2 separate regions of the Hordeum vulgare genome follow, and region 2 is linked to region 1. Evidence: chromatin contacts called from public Hi-C data. All regions are on one chromosome and are shown on one strand. Each heading gives the region's core, a stretch centred on a gene start, on an enhancer-like site or on the middle of the called end of the contact. The rest is flanking DNA. Distances are from core to core; before and after follow the strand shown. Region 1 holds the start of LOC123425529. Region 2 has its middle 7.6 kb from the start of LOC123425531.

Evidence for each region. Hi-C and Micro-C count contacts between places; a contact is called where the count stands out from the background.
Region 2: a Hi-C map of leaf shows a contact between it and region 1, with 8 times the contacts expected there. The contact joins the enhancer-like site here to the promoter of LOC123425529 in region 1. A contact is called at or near these places in 3 of 6 Hi-C or Micro-C datasets (leaf and seedling) and 1 of 1 datasets of contacts at active chromatin or transcription factors (embryo).

The regions. Positions count from the first base shown.
Region 1 is chr2H:133,204,606-133,209,094 of MorexV3_pseudomolecules_assembly, reverse strand. LOC123425529 reads left to right here and starts at 2,993. Exons shown (of 2, transcript XM_045109219.1): 1 at 2,993-3,210; 2 at 3,602-4,489. The coding sequence starts at 3,639.
Region 2 is chr2H:133,594,295-133,599,187 of MorexV3_pseudomolecules_assembly, reverse strand. It overlaps the pseudogene LOC123425530. Among protein-coding and RNA genes, the nearest start is that of LOC123425531, 7.6 kb to the left of the region's middle. Within about 2 kb of position 2,892, at least 3 of the 3 cell types and tissues checked have open chromatin away from gene starts, as enhancers often do. A contact at or near this core is called in leaf and seedling, where this site is marked.

The DNA of each region.
Region 1 (4,489 bases), core at 1,744-4,243:
CGTCGTGTTCCCGTTGGCCTGATGAACATGTAAAATGCGTACATGTTTTGTTATACGGTGTTGTTGCTATTCATGTTGTCTACTGCATCTAGTATGTTAGAGTTTTATATGTTAGTAGCTAATATTGTCATGTTTTATATTCTGAAATTAATCATGAAAATTGTGCCTAATTACTCAACATTAATTATAACAATGCTAATATTTCCAACAGGTTCGCCGCGTTGACATTTTTATTTATCTTTTATCTAGACAACACACGGTGACACTTGAGAGACACATTTCCATGTCGCATCATGCTTCCTTGTGCCGATAGCCGGTCCAGCTACACGTAGCATGCAGCATGACGCAAGTCTCGCAACCGCTCATCGTTCCGGCGCGTCTCACACGTCGGTCTCCCCCTCTGTCTCTCCGTGGTGCGGCAACATTTTGTGTTTTAACCATTTTATAAAAGTTGATCAAGATCTGATTCTGGTTTATAAAAATTTCAACATCTCATCTTTTTACTACCGTTGGATCCATGGTGATATGGTATAACAGCCTACCATCGAACCACTGACGATAAAAAAAACTCATCCATATCAGCGCAACGCTTCCGTAGTGCGAGGTAGCTTGGCGGTAGCCTACACAATCTTATCATCAAGATGATGCGAATACGCACTGTATTCAATACTTCAAAAAAATTTACGATAAGATGTGCATCGTCACAGCTAGGGCCTTCGACGGTATGTTGTTATATTCTATCATCATGGACCCCGACAATTAAAAAAACATCATATCCTATTTTTTTATAAACTAAAGTTAGATCACGATCAACTTTAAAAAAAATCAAAACACAAAATTTAGCCGCCTAATACTCGGCTTTCTTTTTCCGTGCACCCAGCAAAACATCAGCACAGAGAAATTGATTTTTTGTCCAAAAAGACCACTAGCCGAATATTATTGTCAAAAAAGACCACATGCGGTTGAAATGCGAGAAAATACCTTCATTTTTCGTGGCGGCAGGCGTGCCAGGTGACGCGTGACACCTGCCGCCACGGGCCGAGGCCGCTGGGCCCCGCCGCCACCCGGCGAGGCGGCCGGCCGGGCAGGTGGCACCTGCCGCCAGCACCCCAGACGGCCGGCGGGATGCTGTGCATGGCAGCATGCATGGCCGTGATGGGCAGGCAGCTTGAGGCATGGCCAGCCAGCTCTTGAAGCATGCATGTGCGAACATGGGGAGCCTGCCGCCTGGAGTGGTGGTGGCAGGTGCCACCTGCCCGGCCGGCCGCCTCGTCGGGTGGCGGCGGGCCCAGTCACCTGGCGCGCGTGCCGCCTCGAAAAATGAGGGTATTTTCTCGCATTTCGTATCGTATGTGGTCTTTTTTAATAATAACATTCGGCTAGTGGTCTTTTTGGACGAAAATTCGGAAAAATGAACCAAAGGAACTATCCCGTGTGTCTGTGCACGTCCTGGTGACGGATTTAACTTTAGCCCAATTTAAGTTTGTTTGTATTTTTTTTAAATCTAACCTATTATTTAACGTCATCCGCTGTGGTGTAGGTATACACATCCTATTTCCACTTCCTGTGCCGATAGGGTTTAGGTTAATACAACGGTGTAGTTTAACACCGTTGGCATGTATAAGTGGCTACCGTCAGAGAAAGTGACGGTAGAGTGTGTATACCTATCGTCACCATCGGATGTTCATACAATTAATTTCTTTCTGATGGAATTAACTGTCTGAACACCCTACTGTCACCTGTTGTCTGTGTCGGTAGATATACACACCCTATCGTCACAAGGAGTGGTGATAGCAACTTATCTACGTCAGTGAGATCAAACGACGTCGTCTGTGTTGATTCGAACTCTATCGCTGCAGAAAGTAACGGTAGAATGTACTCCCTCCGTTCCTAAATATAAGTCTTTTAAGCAATTTCACTATGTGTCTACATACGGAGCAAAATGATTAAATGTACACTTTAAAATATGTCTATATACATCCGTATGTAGTCCACTAGTGAAATCGCTTAAAAGACTTATATTTAAGAACGGAGGGAGTATATACCTACACCACAACGGAGGTAGGAAAACGATCAGATCCGATATTCTTACACAAACAGGATCACATCAGACTAAACTATAAAAAAGATCAAAACAGTAAAATCGTCCTCTCGCGGCAGCCGCCGGAGCGAGCGAGCGAGGGGTCGATGGGCCGGTGAGGGCGGGCGAGGAATGATGGCGGCCGCAGAAGCGGATGATATCTACTTTGAAAACTCTGCGCAAGCGTGCGGCCGCGCCGGGCCCCCCGCTGACAGCGACGCGCCCCACCACACCCACCCGCGCGAACTCTCTCCTCCTTCCTTCCTCTTCCCCTCCCTCCGGCCCGCCCAGACGGTTCCCGTCAATTTCAATTCGAAACAAAAACGAAACGCAGCCTCCCATCAAAAAGCTTTGCCATCCCTAAAAAAATATATCAAAAAGCTTTGCCGCGCGCGGAGGTGGAGGCGTCCCATTGGCTGGTCCCGTCACGCGCTGCGGCCAGCCACAAGGCTCCAAGCCCAGGCCGCTTGCGCTCGCAGAATCACTTTGACTTTTCGGCGCTGTGGAAACTTGAAAGACCAGCGCAACAAAGCGCCCCCCGCCCGCCTGCGACCCGAGCCCACGCCGCGCGACCCCTTTTCCCCGCCCTTTCCCGTATTTTCCACCCGTATATGCGTCTGGTTCTCTAAAGCCACGGCGGCACGCAATTTTCTACTATCTCCCCACAACATGCGCAGTCGCCTGACGGCTAAGTGTGCGGTCGCGATACTGCCCATCGTATACTAATCTGAATAATCTAAATCTAAGCATGCCAATAATACCACCGATTAAACAAACTAATTATCATCATGCCTGTAGGAGTAGATTAGGCTGCTGTGCTGTGGTCTGAGGAGGATGGCTGGCTGGCTGGTAAGGCCAAGCCAAACTAGGCAATAAAAGCGAGCGTAGTTAGGTAAAGGGTGTAGTCCTCCCGTAGAAAAGAAAGGCCAAGGGCGGGCAGGGGGCTATAAAAAAATCTCGTGCTACTGCCCTAATTCCCTTTGGACTTTGGCGTTATATCCATCCTCGAGCCCCTCCCGACTCTCAGCCTCACCCTGCCCGCTGCTCTCTCCTCCGCGCCTGATTCCAGTGGTGCTGCTGCTTCTTCTCAAATCTCCAGGACAGACCAGACACACACACAGGGACACAGGGTAAGGTAAGCATGCTCTGAGTTTCCTCCCCTCGTGTGTGCTTCCATGTTTTCCGTGGGATTTGAGCCCTTGCTCTCTTGCGCTTTCCCTTGGTTGTGATGAGATGGGGGACCTGTGCATCGATCGACCTCTCCCTAGCATGTAAAATCTGTTACGGAGTTCTTTATCCCCGGTTGCTGTTTGAGTAGTCGATTGAATCGAGTTGGCTGGTGTGCAGTTCCGGTTTGGTTCGCTGTAGGAGTAGTATAATCATCTGCCGACAGTTCCTTGTCTCCAACTTGCGCACCTAATCTTGGATTTTGACCATTCAGCTGCTCTCCCACCTGTGTTCCGAAATTAACGCCAATCTTGTATGGATTTCATTTGATTCGTGTTTGTTTCTTGGTTACAGTTGCGGAGCAGCTAGCGGCGGAGGTGCTTTCTTCGTCATGGAGTCGCAGCAGCAGCAGCAGCAGATGGAGGCGGTTTCTGCGCCGGCCGCCGCTACGAACGGGGGCGGGGAGCTGATCGGGTACGTGGACGTGCACGTGCGGAGCGCGCGGGACATTCAGAACATCTGCATCTACCACAAGCAGGATGTGTACGCGCGCCTGTCGCTGCCGGGGGAGGGCGCGCCGGCGGCCTCCACGCAGGTAATCAATGGCGGAGGCCGCAACCCGGTGTTTGACCAGTCGGTGCGCGTCGGCGTGCGCGCGGGGGACGTCGACGCCGCGCTCCGCTGCGAGGTCTGGATGCTCAGCCGGGTCAAGAATTACCTGCAGGACCAGCTGCTGGGGTTCGCGCTCGTGCCGCTCCCGGACGTCGTCGCCGCCGAGGGCGGCACGCTCGCGCGCGAATTCCCGCTCTCCACCAACGACCTCTTCCACTCCCCGGCCGGCTTCTTGGAGCTCGAGCTCTCTTACATCGGGGTCGTGCCCGATGTCATTCCCGTCTCGCCCACGCCCAAGCCTGCGCTGGCCGACCCGGACGAGGCCGAGAACGCCGGCGACGGAGCCGGCGCTGGCGCAGGGAAAGACTACGAGAATATGGAGTTCCCTGACATGAATCTTGTGGAGGAAAACCAGATTATGCTCTCGGAATATGTTGGTCTGCCGTGCACGGCCATGGAAACGCAGAGCTCCGAGAGCCTCCTGACCTCAGAGGACGTGGATGGCGCCGCCACCGAGTCCCACGACGCCGGCGTGCGAGTTGTGCAGAGCTTCTCGACGGACTACAGCACCGCCGACTCCTCGGCCGGCGCCTTCCGGAGCGAGACGGCAGTCAGCAGCGTGTCCACCAC
Region 2 (4,893 bases), core at 1,643-4,142, 390 kb before region 1:
AGCGATCGCCCGACAGATCCCCTGAATCGAAGACCGCTCGCCGTCGCCTCTGGAGTTCCTCGCTGACGTTTGTGGATCGGCTGGTGTTTTCCGCAGGGCATCCGTGGATCGCGAGCTGTGGCGGGGATGCGGTCGCGGGCTGAAGAGATCGATGGACCAACATAATCTCCACGCGCTCCATCCTCCTGTAGATAGAAGATCTTCTCCGCAGACGACGACGGCTCGGTCTCTGCGGCTCTGCTCTGTTTCTCCGGCAAATCGGCGATGGGCCGAAGCAGCGGTGGTGCCGGAGTTGAGTTCAGTAAGTAGATCCTTTACTCTAGGTCTAGAGGTCTGTGGTGAAGCTGGGATTGCAGAAGCTTTCACCCGAGTTAGCCTGAATGTGTGTTTGTTCGTTGTGTTTGTTATGTGAATCTCTGTACATGCAGTTTTGTTCAGTCGTAGTTGAAGAAGAGAGAGGGTTAGTAGTACCTCGTGGAACTTGGTAGGCAAGCTTTGTTAAAGAAGAATGAAAATGGAGCAAAAAATATGTGCATGTTCTTGTACAAATGGAGCAAAAAAATTCTGCTTTATTTAATTCCAGCAACTATTCCCTATAGCAAAAATGTGTAACATGGTCCAACACATATCTTACAGTATTTTGAATGACCACAAAAATAATTGGGACAATTGGATTATGTTTGGATTTTTCCATGGAAATTAAGAGCACTTTTAAATGCAAAAATGACTCTGTTTTGATGGTGGGGTCCACACCAACATCGAGGGTGATGTTGTTTTCATTAATAATAATTGTTTTGGATTATTCCACAATTGTGTATCATTTTTTCGATGCTGTTTGAGGAATTATTTTATTTTCATATAATTCAAGTGGCTTTTTACGTGGAATTTGAAAAGAGATATGAAATTCAACTTGATGATATCCAATTCAGCAAAATGATTTGTTGCTGATCATGGTCATCACTGTAGCTTAATTACAATGCTCACTGTAGCAAAAGCTGAGGATGTCACAAGACTGGCATACCCCATTAATAAGCCACAATTCTTCACCTGTGAGGTAGCTCTAGAAGCTTTAATTTCACGTCAACCGATTATTATGATTTGTGCTCAGCAAAGGACCTACCTATTATTATGATTTTACACTACCGTTTCAGTTCACTGGTTATATATGTTAGGACTGTTGATAGTTTTTGTGATTTGCGGTTACTCACAACGGATTTCTGTTTGATTTTTTGAAGTTTCTCCAGGTGATACCTCAACCTTTATATGCAAGTGCCAAAAGATCTCAGGTTGTATATATTTCCTTTGAAATACCAGGTTGTGACCTGTTCTAATGCCAGATTATCTGTATTTTAAGCCTTTTTTCAGACATCGAAGCTAGATATGATGCATCAAGTGAAGAAGTTAGGATTCATTCCAGCTTGCTGCAACCTTCAAGTGAGCCCAATGTTTCTCCTTATCTTATGTAACTTCAAACATTTTTTCATTATTCCACTGAATACATTTGTTTTCAATTTTTCAATGGAATGCAAGTAATGTGTATATTGTATGTGTTTCAATATTTTTGCAGCTATATATATATATATTAAAATTTTAATATAAAAAACAATTTATAAATTATTCGATTAATCGTGTGGTACTAGTCCAAAACAAAACATTGGTCTGAAGGCCCGTGTGGTCAGTCAGCACATAGAAAATGCCGGAATACATTCCAAATTGAAGACCTGGCGTGTCAACCAGGGTCGCGCATCAGCATCAGTCAGCCGGCCGCCGCCCATAGAATATGCAGCCGAGGTTACCTACCTGGCGCTCATTCATAAACTATAGACCCGTGATCTGTAAATAGATCACCCGCTCGCTCTTCTTTTCCGACCGAACACACTCAGCCCCGCTTGGAATCCCTGTAAAATTTTACAACTGTATATTGATTACCCCTGTATATTACTGAAGATCAGTAAAATACAACCTGCTATACAAGTGGGGTCTAGGGTGCGCTTGGTTGGTCTTATTTCTCGTTTGACTCGGGGAATCTCTTCGTCGTTGTCGATGAAAACTCCATGAACTCAAAGGACCCGACCGACGCAAGCTCCAGCCATGCGGCACTGCTCGCACCGGGGACCAACAAGATAGCTAGACGCCTCCACCAACCTCATGTTCCTCGGCCCTCCCCTTGTGGCGGAGCGAGGCTGCGACTGACGCGGAATTTGGCTGCAGTGATGCTCCAGTGGCGGTGCGCGAAGGCTCTTTGATGGACATGCTCCGGCGGTGCGTCGGCATCCTTGGCGACGGAGGCGGACGCTTAGACGGAGGCGACGGGCCTGGGTGGTACAACCAACATGGCAGAAGGCGATGGTGCTGGCGTTTGATGGTGGTGTCTCCGGTGAACACTGGCAGCACTCCGGCAAGCGGGGCGGGCCAGGGTGGTACAGCCGACACGACAGAAGGCGATGGCGCTGGCATTTGACGGTGGTGTGGCCGGTGAACACCGGCGGCACTCCGGCAAGCGGCGGCGACCGCCTCGGTAATGCTCCAATCAAGACGCTGCGGGCCTAGCTGCGGCGCTTGCTTCCGCAGTTCGGCTTTGGATACAGGATACAGAGAAAAAACGATGGCCGAAGCAGTGTTTTAGAAACGGGCGGATTGCAAAGAGATTACAACTGTAACGCAAAACCAGGCGTAAAGTTTATAATGAAAAAACGACATTCCAAGTAGATCCTCCGGTTTCTGTTACGGAGGTATTTTTTCCGCTTGTAAACGGTTGCGAAACGACGAACCAAACGCAGCCTCACGCGGCGTCGCTCGTTCGAAACGACGAACCAAACGCAGCCTCACGCGGCGTCGCTCGTTCGGTAGTAGCTGGTGTCTACGTCCTACGTGAGCTGCTACGTAAGTTTCCGTAAGAGATGTACGTGGATGTAGCAAAGCTCCGTCGCGAGCATACGCACGCGCGCTGCGCCGACGCCCAACTGCAGCACGAAACCTGAAGAAAGAGAGAGGGATACGCCGAGCCCGGGCGCTGGACCGATGGAAGATATTGCTCGGTGCGGTTGTGAACGCCGGCCGAACTCGGGGCGTCGTGGACGCCAAACTCTTCTTTGCTTTCATGCGGGCGGTGATGGTCGAAGCGATTGATGAACGGTGATGTCCCATTGTCCCACCACGCATGGAGATGCCCCCATGCTGGCCCGTACGTAACGGCACTGGCTGGCCCGCCATGTGCGGCCGCCAGGAGGTGCAGTTGCCTTGTACCACTGCACTATCGCCTCTTCTTTGGGGTCAAGTGTTTCCACAAGGACCAGGGATCTCGTACGTCCGGGACCTCCAACTCCTATACACGCCCCAAACGAACATCCGTTTTATTTAAATTTCGTTCGTTTATAAATGTATAAAACGAACACATCCGTTCGCCTGCACTCGTGCGGCGTTGGCGCGTCCAATCGTCCGGCTTGTCCCAAATTGTCCGCTTTTACGAATTGCTAATTTAGGCAAAACAAACTAAAATAAACATTGTAAATAATAAGAGCAACCCCAATGCACCGACCCGTTTTGTCCGTTTGGGTCATCCAGACACAAAAGCTGGCCCAACGGGATGACCCAAACGGACGCTGTATCCGTCTGTTGTCTGCTTGTTGTCCACCCCGATCTAAACTGGACGTAAAATTAGGCAACAAATGGGTCCACGGCGGACAAAACTGGGGCTCCCGTCGTCCGCTCTCGTCCGGGTGCCGCAACGGACAAAACTTGGCTCCCGTCTTCACGACCCAAATCTCGAGCTGCTCTGCTCTCGTTGGCCATGGCGACCGCGAGCTGCTCCCCTTGGCCGCCCCGGGAGCGGGCTACGAGGCACGAGGCGACCGGGCGCGGGGCACGCTTACAGCCGCCTGGGGAGCTTCGGGGGCGGAGCGGCGTTGTCCCCACGGTGGGCGTGGGGGAGGAGGCCGTCGGCGAAGGGCGGCGCGGCGCGACAGGCCGCGTGGGAGATGTGCGGGCGGCGGTAGGCGGTCTTCCTCTTCGCCTGGTCAAGCGTGGCTGCCGACGGCTCGGCCACGAGGTTGGGGACCAGGCAGAAGCGCGGCGCAGTTCTCCCAGTTCTTGTCGCTCTTGGCCTCGGTTCTGTCCAGGAAGCCCCTGACGGCGCCGACGACGAACGCGTGCGGCTCGGTGGCGCACGGCAGCGTCGGGAGGAACTTGCTCTGGGCGCACATGCTCCTCTTGTTGCCCGAGTAGAGCATGTCTGCCAGCAGCAACGTGTCCCTGACCGCGCGCACCGCCGCGAGATCCCACCTCGCGGCCTCCTTGACCGCGCGCGCCGCCACGAGATCCCACCTCCCGGCCTCCCGCGCGCCGCGTGCGTGGTCCGACGTCGTCTTACCATGGCGATGGCCTGGGTACGCCCGTGTGGTGATCTTGTACGAGACGAGGAACTGCAGAAGGCCCCATACGGCCCCAAGAAAGCAGAGGGGGAGAGGAGGGGGAGAAAAAGGCAGTGTCCGCATCTTCTATACCGGACGAGTGGGTTGGGTTTGTTCATCGGCCGCTCGTCTCCGCATCTTGTCCGCTAGGCGGATGGGTGACCCAAACGGACAAAATTCGGACAAAATTTGTGTCCGTTTGGGTCGCCCCGTTGGAGTTGCCCTAAAAACACATAAATATATATATTAAACCACATATCCATAGTAGCCACGTTCAACAGTTCTTGCTTAAGCTAACAAAACTAAAAACATGAAATTAAGATAGATAGATGAGGCCGCCGTCGTCTTCAGAAGAACCGTCCTACTCATCATCACCGCTGATGAGGTTGACGTACGAAAGAGGCTGCCAAAGATGGGCTGACGGCCCCTGCCAGACCAGAGGTGCCGGCGGCGCCTACACCACCTCCTCATGATCCTGCATCGG